Regions from separate parts of the Mus musculus genome. Here region 2 is linked to region 1. A link is a contact called in public Hi-C data. All regions are on one chromosome and are shown on one strand. The core of a region is the stretch at or near the end of the contact, and the rest is flanking DNA. Distances in the headings are between cores, read along the strand shown. Region 1 has its middle 11 kb from the start of Gm32126. Region 2 has its middle 26 kb from the start of Lpp.

Region 1 (4,730 bases), core at 412-2,911:
TGAATGCTTCTTCTGGTGGTTTAGCATAACAATCTTAATCCCTCTGCTTAGCAACACCATCCATCTTTTCTTACTGTGGCCCAAGAGATCTTCACAAATTTCAGTGGAGTGTTGTACAAACTAAGGGCAAGCAAGACCACTCCAAGGTATGGTTGATGGGGTTGTCGTTTATTGTAGACCTGAGGGAGAGAAAATCCAGAGGCATCGAGAAGAGTCCAGATCAGGGAAAGTAGCTGATTGAACATGGCTGGTAGACTAGATTGGGTGATGAGAGGAAAGAGGGAGGGGAATGAAGAGAGAGGGCAGGCAAAGGAGGCCAAGAGAGAGAGGACAAAAGGAGGCCAAGAGAGAGAGGACAAAATATATAGAGGAGAGAGAGAGAGAGAGAGAGAGAGAGAGAGAGAGAGAGAGAGAGAGAGAGGTTAAAATGTCAAGGTTATATGAAATAAGAAGCTGGGGAAGGAGGGTCATGGGCTAGAGATGTTTAGGGTAGGGAATGAGGTGAGAAGCCCTAAGAAGAACCATTGGTTGTTGTGATACTGACGAAACAGATGACATTGGCCCCTCTGCAAACTTTCAAAGCTCCTTGTTGATGCCTGGCTAAAACCCAAATACTCAGGACAGATGTGAAGGGCTCCACACTAGCCTCCCAAATCGGCTTCCCAGTCAACAGGACCAGTTCTCCACCTGAGTCTCAGCCTTCCTCAGAATGCCCATCTCCTGCCCACTGCTCTCATGGAATACTGCACTTATCTAAGGCTGGGCATTCGGATGGGATATTTACCTCTGTGGTCGTTACTCCTTGCTTTTCTTTCTCTTCCTTTCTCCGGGGCTTTTTGTTTTTCTTGTGTGTTACTTTTTAAAGTTTTTTTCCTCAACCATCTTAAGGCAGATCAGATTAGTTATAACCTTCTGTATGGTCCTAACATGCTTGGTTCATACATGTCATAATGTACACATCATATTGAATCAGACGTATTTGTGTGTCTATGTATGTATAATAAACTGTTGGGAGCAGGCATCATACCTTATTCATGCTTTTATAGCTAGAACTAGCATGAGCTGTATGCCTAAGCATGAACTGTGTGCCTAGTATTAGTGGGTATTTAATGAACACTCAAGTAGGTAGATCATTAGATGGAAAATGGACAGATAGATAGATTACTATTGCATGAATGGAAGATAGCTGATCCTCCATTTTAAAAGTAAGCTAGCTATGATCTGATACCTGATCTTTGAAGAGAAGAAAGGGAGGAAATGGTTTTTAAGCTTATTTCCAGACCTGATGGCTTTGAGTCTAAGAGTCAATGAATCACAAAGGATTATTGACATTGGAATCAGAGATTTTACTTAGCCTGGTTGCTTGAGATAACTCAGAGAGCTTCCAGGTTCACGAATAGAGATCAAAAAGTGTGCAGTCTCCTGACATGAAAGACAGCTATACTAGGATTAAAAAAAAAAAATCTTGGGCACAGTCAGAGTGCCCGCCCATCCTAGTTGGCAACGTTCATAATACATCAACATACTTGCCAAGGGAAGAAACCTCCAGCAAAACAGGTTCTGAGTTGGCTCAGGAACAACATGACTATACATTCCTGTAAATTTCCAGGACCATGAGAAGTCTCAGTGTGATATATATGCACTACTACCATACATGGGTCCAGTGGCCATCTTTGATCTTTCTTGGTCCCTGTGGGTGTAGAGTTTAGGAGAGACTTGTACAGACTTAGGTCAGATATCAAGACAGAAATAATCCTTAACTCTACTTTCAGTTGAGGAGAAAAGTTGAAGGCAAGCCATTCCCTCTCTGCCTAGCTAGAGAAGAAGTTCATTTGAGGTTCATGTCAAGCCAGAGGCCGATCTAGATGCAGCCATGTGCTCAACCCTATCTTAAGTGATATGGAGAACATAAGGAACAATACAATGCCTCCTGTCTTCAGGGAGTCTACACACGGGAGACAATCAGTGACATGCCAATATGCTGTCAGTAAGTAATATGCAGTGCAGAGAGAAAGCCATGTGGATGAGGCACTGAAGGCTAAAGGAAGGACAGACCACTTTATAAGGGAGGAAGTCTGGTCAACAGACAGATCCACCATGTCAGTCAGGAAAACTGCTCAAACACAGGGTTCAAGCACAGGGCACTGGAGATCAAAGTGTGGGTAAGAGAAGAAAAGAGGTTGGTTTTTTTGTCCGTCCGTCCCCCAAGATGTTGAAAGATGTGAGAAAGAAGGAGTGACCACCTCTAGGGACCTGACCTGCTTTATATATATATATATATATATATATATATATATATATATATATATATATATATATATATATATATATATATATATATAGTGAAACCCTGTTGCTATCCCCAAATGCCAACATCCACAGTTTAGAATGCACTGCAGGAATTGGAGACTACTGGAGAGCTTGTGGACTTGCATCTCATTCTTACCTAGAGGACCACTAGCAGAAGACGTTTGGCAGTAGCTCCACCCTCACGGAGGACTGGACACGGAACCGCAATGACTTCCTCTACGGAGCCTCTGTGATGAAGTCTCTTTGTAGAAAATAGGAAAATGTTCACACACAGACCCACATTCAGATTTCTCTGAGAAGTCACCTGGAACAGTAAAGGTACAATCTAGAAGCCAGGACACCCGATGTACTGCTCCAGCAGGGCAGCAGGGTCTGACAGACCCTGGAATCTTACAGAGTCTTGCCTTCAGTCTAGACTGTGATCCCAGCCACTGGTGTCTCCTGCAAGCAGCAGGTTTCCAGGCCCAGGATCAAAGGCAGGAGGAATAAGTATTGGAGACCAGAGACCCTTCATTCTGAAACTCAGAAAGAGAAACCAGGTCCAGATCACCAGAGAGTTCCAGCCTGGAACACATTATGTATTCCAAACTTCCCTTTCACTCTTGAAAATCCTCCTGCCTCAGCCTATTAAGAGCTGCAATTACAGGTATGAGTCACTGTGGCCTGATTCCTCGTTACTCTTGAGAAGAAGAGTATTAGTAATGCAAAAACCAACAATACACCCAGCAATATATAGAATGTCTGATGCTGCAATTTTGTTTGTCAACAAACTAAAAGATAACACACGCCTCCAGGGCCAGCAATGTCAACGGTCTGGTTGGGGTGTCCTATAGTTACCTCCCAGGTTTCCACGCTTTCTACATTTCCACTCTGGGTCCTAGAAAATGAGGAGCTAAGAAGGTAATTATGCTATCGGGTGCTGACAGACCCCGAAGCGCCTTGTGAATCACCAAAGAAAGCTTAAGTCACACTATCATTTTAGCGTTCAGCAAAGTGTGTTGTAATTATGTCTTTGGAAACCAAGAATCTCAAATGATATGGATGGTAACCAGATGAACCAGAATTTTCCATTTGCCTAGAATACTCCATTGCCTGGCTACTTTATAGAAACAGGAACTTGCTTTAACATGAGAGTAACAATAAGCTACAGTGACTAGATACTAGTAGTCTCTGGCTTGCCAAGTGTCCAGTGTGTGTCAGCAGCAGAGATTGCTGACCACGGCAGCCTGGCATTATGGGGACCCAGTCAGGCTCCATTTCAGAAATCATGGGCGGTGTTTCCATGGAGCTCTGCCCGAAAAGAGGTGATCTAAATCTTACATGAGAGATGTACATCAACAGGGAGCCGTGCCTAGAACACTGTGACCTACAAAATCCTATTAAGGAGCTCAGAATACACAATCAGTTTCAGAGACATCAAGTGACCTTGTGCAAGGCACTACATACACTGCTTTGCCTATTTCACTGTCCCCCTCCCCACAAAAGCTCTATAAACACCTTGGCCAGCAGCTCCCTAGCCTGGGAACAGAGAGCAAGCTGATTTTCACTGTTTTGTTTTGTTTTGTTTTTTTTAATTGTTGTTGCTGTTTTTAAGCCTGCTCCTTCTAGCAACCACTGTGTTGCTTGTGTTGCTTGTGTGTGTCGTTCTAGAAAGGTACACACAAATTCACGGCGGTGGGGGGGGGGATGTCACCTACTGCTCAGATTGGAGCATCCCCCTCCATGTGTCTCCTTTTAAAGATTCTATCACTTAACTTTGATAGCCCTTCACCAAGAATGCATGTTTCTTGGCATGCTTATGACTAGGAAGGAGTTGGCTGACCCTGATTCATAACTGCTCTTTCTTTAGTGGATAAAGGCAGCTGCATAATGCGATCCGTCCCCCATTTCTTTTGTTTGAGCTGCCAAGGATCTCAAACACATGCTACGTGCCTCATTAAAATTATTCTTATTGTGGATTTTCTTCTTCTAACTCTTCTCATCTTCCGGGACAAGGTCTTAATCTTCTCACTCTGCTTTTCTGATCAGGATACCCATTTTGGAAGTAAGGAGCATGTAGGTAAAAAAAAAAAAAAAAAAAAAGTGCAGACTGATCTGTCTTAGGAAAGAAAGGTGGGAAGATCAGTCCTCATTCTGGGGTGGTGGCTATACCTTCATTTGCAACACAGGTTAACCATTAATATTCAAAAGACTAATGATGAATCTTTGCATGGCGCTTTCCATCCATAAAACAAATACTTCCCCATGCATGATCTCATTTTGTAAGTAGCAATTGCACTGTACTGATGGGGTCAGGGAAGGTCAGAGAGATTAAGTGTCTAGCCAAAGGTCAAAAAGGACCTTGGACCTTCTACTGCTGAGCTGGGTTCTGTTGGTTCTTTCTCTCTGCACTCTGTCTCCCATTGACTTCTCTTTTAAGC
Region 2 (4,476 bases), core at 1,566-4,065, 220 kb after region 1:
CCCCCCAAAAGAGACTAAGTATATAATATATGCAAGTTAAAGCCTATTTACATCCTCTATGTAGCTAATATCCAACCTCTTAATTTCACAGGGAAGCTAAAGTGAATGAGGAGAGTTCTTCCAGGACCAGAAGGAGCCCTGTGCCTCCTTGTTCTGTCTCGTGACTCATGCATTTAGTAAATACATATTGAGAATAGTCTATGTGTTAGGCCAACATTATTGGAGGAGGATGAGACATAATCCTTTGTCTCTTGCCTGAGGCCCAGTGAGATAAGACCTATACCTGTGTGCAAATAACCATGCCAGGTGGGTGGGGATGAATAGAAAAGGAGCAATAATGAGTCATATAGTTTTTACATTCTAAAGAAACACATGCATCTTGCACATAAAAACATTAGTTAACCATGGTAGCAAAAAAAAAGAAATAAAGAAAAAGAAAGAAAAGGAAAAGAAAAGAAAAAAAAAACATGTGACTTATTAAATCCAAGTCTGCACTCATGTGATCCCTTCAGATATCATAGGGGAGGAACCTTTCCTCCATCTTTAACCCTCTGTGCAATATCACATACACCAGGATACTCACCTCTGGGGTCAGATTAATTTTCTTTCTCTTAAGTTCGGGGCATGTACGAGTACATTCGTGCTATTTCTAAAGACCCTTTCAAAAGTCTTAACTCTCTAAGGATTGATGTTCTTCAAACAGGTGTCTGTCGAAAGACGTTGCCCACATTACCAAGGCTGTGGTCTCATTGTTATGTACCACTTGCTACAGAGAGCCAGGGGTCACTTCTGTACACAGGCCCTCGGAAGCCCTGTGTTGAAGCTTCACCCTCATCGTTCTCAGAGGCAGGCATTTCCAAAAACAAAATGTCATCTTGTATCTGAGGTTCAAAACTTTATCGCCTCTGGTGAGACGGGATTCTGCTCACTTTCCATCATGAAGGTATGTAGCGTGCCCTGGAGTGCACACTGATGGATGTGCCTGTTGGTCTTACGGCACATTAAAAAGCATCTCCTTAAACTATGATTCACACTTTCCCTTTCAGCCTTTCTGGAGAGTTTTGTTCATGAATCAAATGAGGAGGCTGATTGCGCTACTATTTTAAAAGAGCCAATTAAAAAAGTTCATTAAGCGATACTGGAGGGCTTTAGTGAAGATTGTGGAAGTACACAGCTATACACAAAATTAACAAGCTGGAAGCTGCAACTGGATCTGAGGGTAGAATGTGTTCACTGTTACAAAGCTCGTCTTTTAGAGGATAATTGTGTTCTCCTCTAGAGGACAGAAGTGGGTTGTTAGAAGGGACCATATTAAGATATAGAACAGTACTAGATGTTCACTGACAAAGGTTTATGATTGTCTCTTTAGAAGAAAAAAGAAAGCTGGACTTGAATCACACAAGTAGGGCTTGACCAATCGTATTCTAGGACTTTGACTCTTTAATGAGCAAGGATCAGGGGCCAAAAGGTAAGACAATCGAAGTTCAAAGCAACTGCAGTGGACCAGATTTCTCCTGACATATGACCTTGAATGCAGATCTTTGTCTCCTGTCTAAGCCCATTCTTTTGGTCGTATAAGTGGTCTCAACTAACCCTCTTTGAATGAAAAAACAGAGTCCATTTTGGTGCTTGCAACCAATGACCCTGAAAGAAGGTGATTTGTCCTGTAAAATGTGCAGGACAAATGGGCTTTATTTAAGTGTCAGAAAGATAAATGGTTTTGTTGTTTTTTTCTTTTTCTTTTTGGAGACAGGGTCACTAGTGCAGGCTATATAGCCAAGGAGATTAAGATAATCTTAAATCTCTCATTTGCCTGCCTCTAGCCCCTGATTACTGGGATTATAGGTTCGGCTACAATGCCCAGTTTATGAGGAAGGTAGAGTTTGAATTCTGGGCTTTACGCATGCTAGACAAGCACTCTAACAACTGGGTTAAATCCCTAGTCTCCTACCCACCTGTAAACATTTTCTACTGGATTATAGAAAGATGGTGTTTATAGTATTATGTTCCAACTACATACTGTTCAAGAATGGGACAGCTCGCTACACAAATGCTACAAACTTCTGCTCATCAGAAAAGGTGAAACAAACAAGAAGTAACCATTTGTCAGAGACACTCTTGGGGTGATTTCTGATTCCGGCCAAAGAAAGGACCAGAAATCAGACATCAAGCATTAATTAGATAGTCAAGTACTACAGACCAATACTCTCTAGTCCTCTGGCTATGCATCATCAAAGGCTCGGAGGTGAAAGAAGTCTTGGGTCACTAGCCATCTGCCTGTTGAAGAGCAGGCCAAGTGGACCACATCCCACACCATGACTTAGGGGCTGCTCTGGAAGGGAATCTCATGATGCCTAACACTAAGCTCTTTCCAGCTGGCTCCCATCACCTTCCCTATCACCTCCAGTCCCACGTGGCAAGCTGCTATCTTCTCAGCAAAAGCCTGAGGAGGGCTCTGCTCACACCCTCCGAGAGGTGTCTGTGACGCTCCTGTGTGGGGGAAGCTCTCACACAGTAGTTCTTGCTTATGCCAAAAACACCCTGGGAATAAATAAAGCCCCTCCCTATTCTAACACCTTCTAATCATACCAAAAATGCACGCGAACAGAACAGGAAAAGCTTGAAAATAAAACTAAAGGAGATAGGGATTCTCTGCTATTGAAAGAAATTCCTTAACACGCATCACCCAGGTAATAACTACTTCCTTTGTTGGATCTCATGCAAATTTTTAGAGCTAGAAATGGGGAAGGTGGTTGGGAGGGGCTAGTAAGTAAGTAATCTAAATTCCTGGGTCAGGAGTGAGCATGGAGCACCGAACAGGCAGGCATCTGGCCAGGCAAGCGAGTTTTGGAAATCAGAATAGTTCTTTCCCCCAGGGACTCCCCGAGGGGGAGGTGGATGGGAGGTGTTGCCCAGCTGATACAAATTATGTAGAAAGAGAACACTAAATCAGCATTCTTTTAAACTTTAGGAAAGAACTATTTCCTGCTGCCTAAGGCTTCCTCCGGGAGAGCTAGAGTCTAAGGACGTGCTTCGAGCTGGGTCACCCATTTAGGAAGTGGGTGAGGGACCCCTTAACCTACTAACTTCACTTGTAATGTAAGGCAAGTGAACTCTGTTATTTACTTAGTTATCTAGAGGACAAAAGAAATTTTAGTAAAACTCTGAGCCCCATGCCTGATCCAAACTCAAGGATAAATGAAACGTCATTAAGGTTGCCATTTTCTGCCCTACCCATCACATCCTTCTGCCCCCTATGAACCGAATCTGAAAAGCCCGGTGAGGTTTATTCCTTGGATTCGAGTTTGTTCCCTCACTATCGAGGGCATTCTGACAAAAACAGCCAAGACTCTTGCAGACTGGACTATACTTACTTCTGGTAAGAAAGTTGCACAAATGATGGTCCAAGATGTTATGGGTGCTGCGTTAATTGTGCAAATTGTTTTGCATTCTAGAAATCCTAAATGAGGAGGGAGGGGTTCTGCTATTGTGAGAGACATGCTTTTTTGCTTTGAGTCAGTAAAAGCGATTGATATCTGAGTACAAACATGAACTTTTGAAAACTTCCTCACATGAAGCTCAGGTGTTATTCTATCTCAGGAACTAGTCAGGAATCCAGTCTGCCCCATTTTTAAAAGATTTATTTCTGTTATTTAATTATTATATATGTGTGTCCATGTGAGTATGCAGACATATGCATCCGCTCAGAGTCTAGAAGTGGAGGTTAGACCTCCTGGAGTTGAAGTCATAGGCAGCTGTGCAGATACTAGGTAGAAAACCTGGATCCTCTGCAAAAGAATCAAGTGATCTCCGCCACACACACAGCTGCCAGTTGTATAATGGTTAGACTACTGTGATTATTATGTTACTTAAGCTCTGCCTTCAGCTACCTCTAGCTTTTGAGTTTATTCCTATCCCTCTGGACTTACAAGGACAAACTTGTCTCTCTCTTCTGTGAGTTACCGATGGAAGGAAGCCAACGCTTTTTTAATACTAGTGCACAACGATTTATATAAGAATATCAAAACATAGACCATTTCACTCTCTAAAATTAACCATGAATCTGTTTATGGTGACCATGGCAACAAGTAGGCATATATATATATATATATATATATATATATATATATATATATATATATACATATATATATATATATATACACACACACACACACACATACATATATAGTGTATAATCTACCTGTGGCTTAAGTTCTAACAGAGTTTTAGGTTCACAAACATCAAGATTGAAGATGTTGATTAGACCTCATAGGTCTGTGTTAGGGTATTGACAGGCATGCTGATTCCAGGCCCAAGTTCACCACTTGTAAGAAATAGAAGCTGTGGTAGAGTGTTAGAGCCAGCAGTGAGGGACAAAACCTGCTTTTAGATGTGTGTGGAAAGCAGGGCTTTGCATTAGTTTCAGTGCTATAGTTTCTATGAATGAATAATTTGAGTTGCCATAATTTTACA

Evidence for each region. A called contact is a pair of places that touch in the nucleus more often than the background predicts.
Region 2: a Hi-C map of epidermal suprabasal cells shows a contact between it and region 1, with 2.0 times the contacts expected there. The contact joins two enhancer-like sites. A contact is called at or near these places in 1 of 15 datasets of contacts at CTCF or cohesin (the NIH/3T3 cell line), 2 of 484 Hi-C or Micro-C datasets (epidermal suprabasal cells and spermatogonial stem cells) and 2 of 115 datasets of contacts at active chromatin or transcription factors (bone marrow-derived macrophages and pancreatic cancer cells).

What each region holds. Positions count from the first base shown.
Region 1 is chr16:24,146,085-24,150,814 of GRCm38.p6, forward strand. No RefSeq gene overlaps it. Among named protein-coding and RNA genes, the nearest start is that of Gm32126, 11 kb to the right of the region's middle. Within about 2 kb of position 1,662, at least 7 of the 459 cell types and tissues checked have an H3K27ac peak or open chromatin away from gene starts, as enhancers often do. A contact at or near this core is called in epidermal suprabasal cells, where this site is marked.
Region 2 is chr16:24,364,831-24,369,306 of GRCm38.p6, forward strand. No RefSeq gene overlaps it. Among named protein-coding and RNA genes, the nearest start is that of Lpp, 26 kb to the right of the region's middle. Within about 2 kb of position 2,816, at least 23 of the 459 cell types and tissues checked have an H3K27ac peak or open chromatin away from gene starts, as enhancers often do. A contact at or near this core is called in epidermal suprabasal cells, where this site is marked.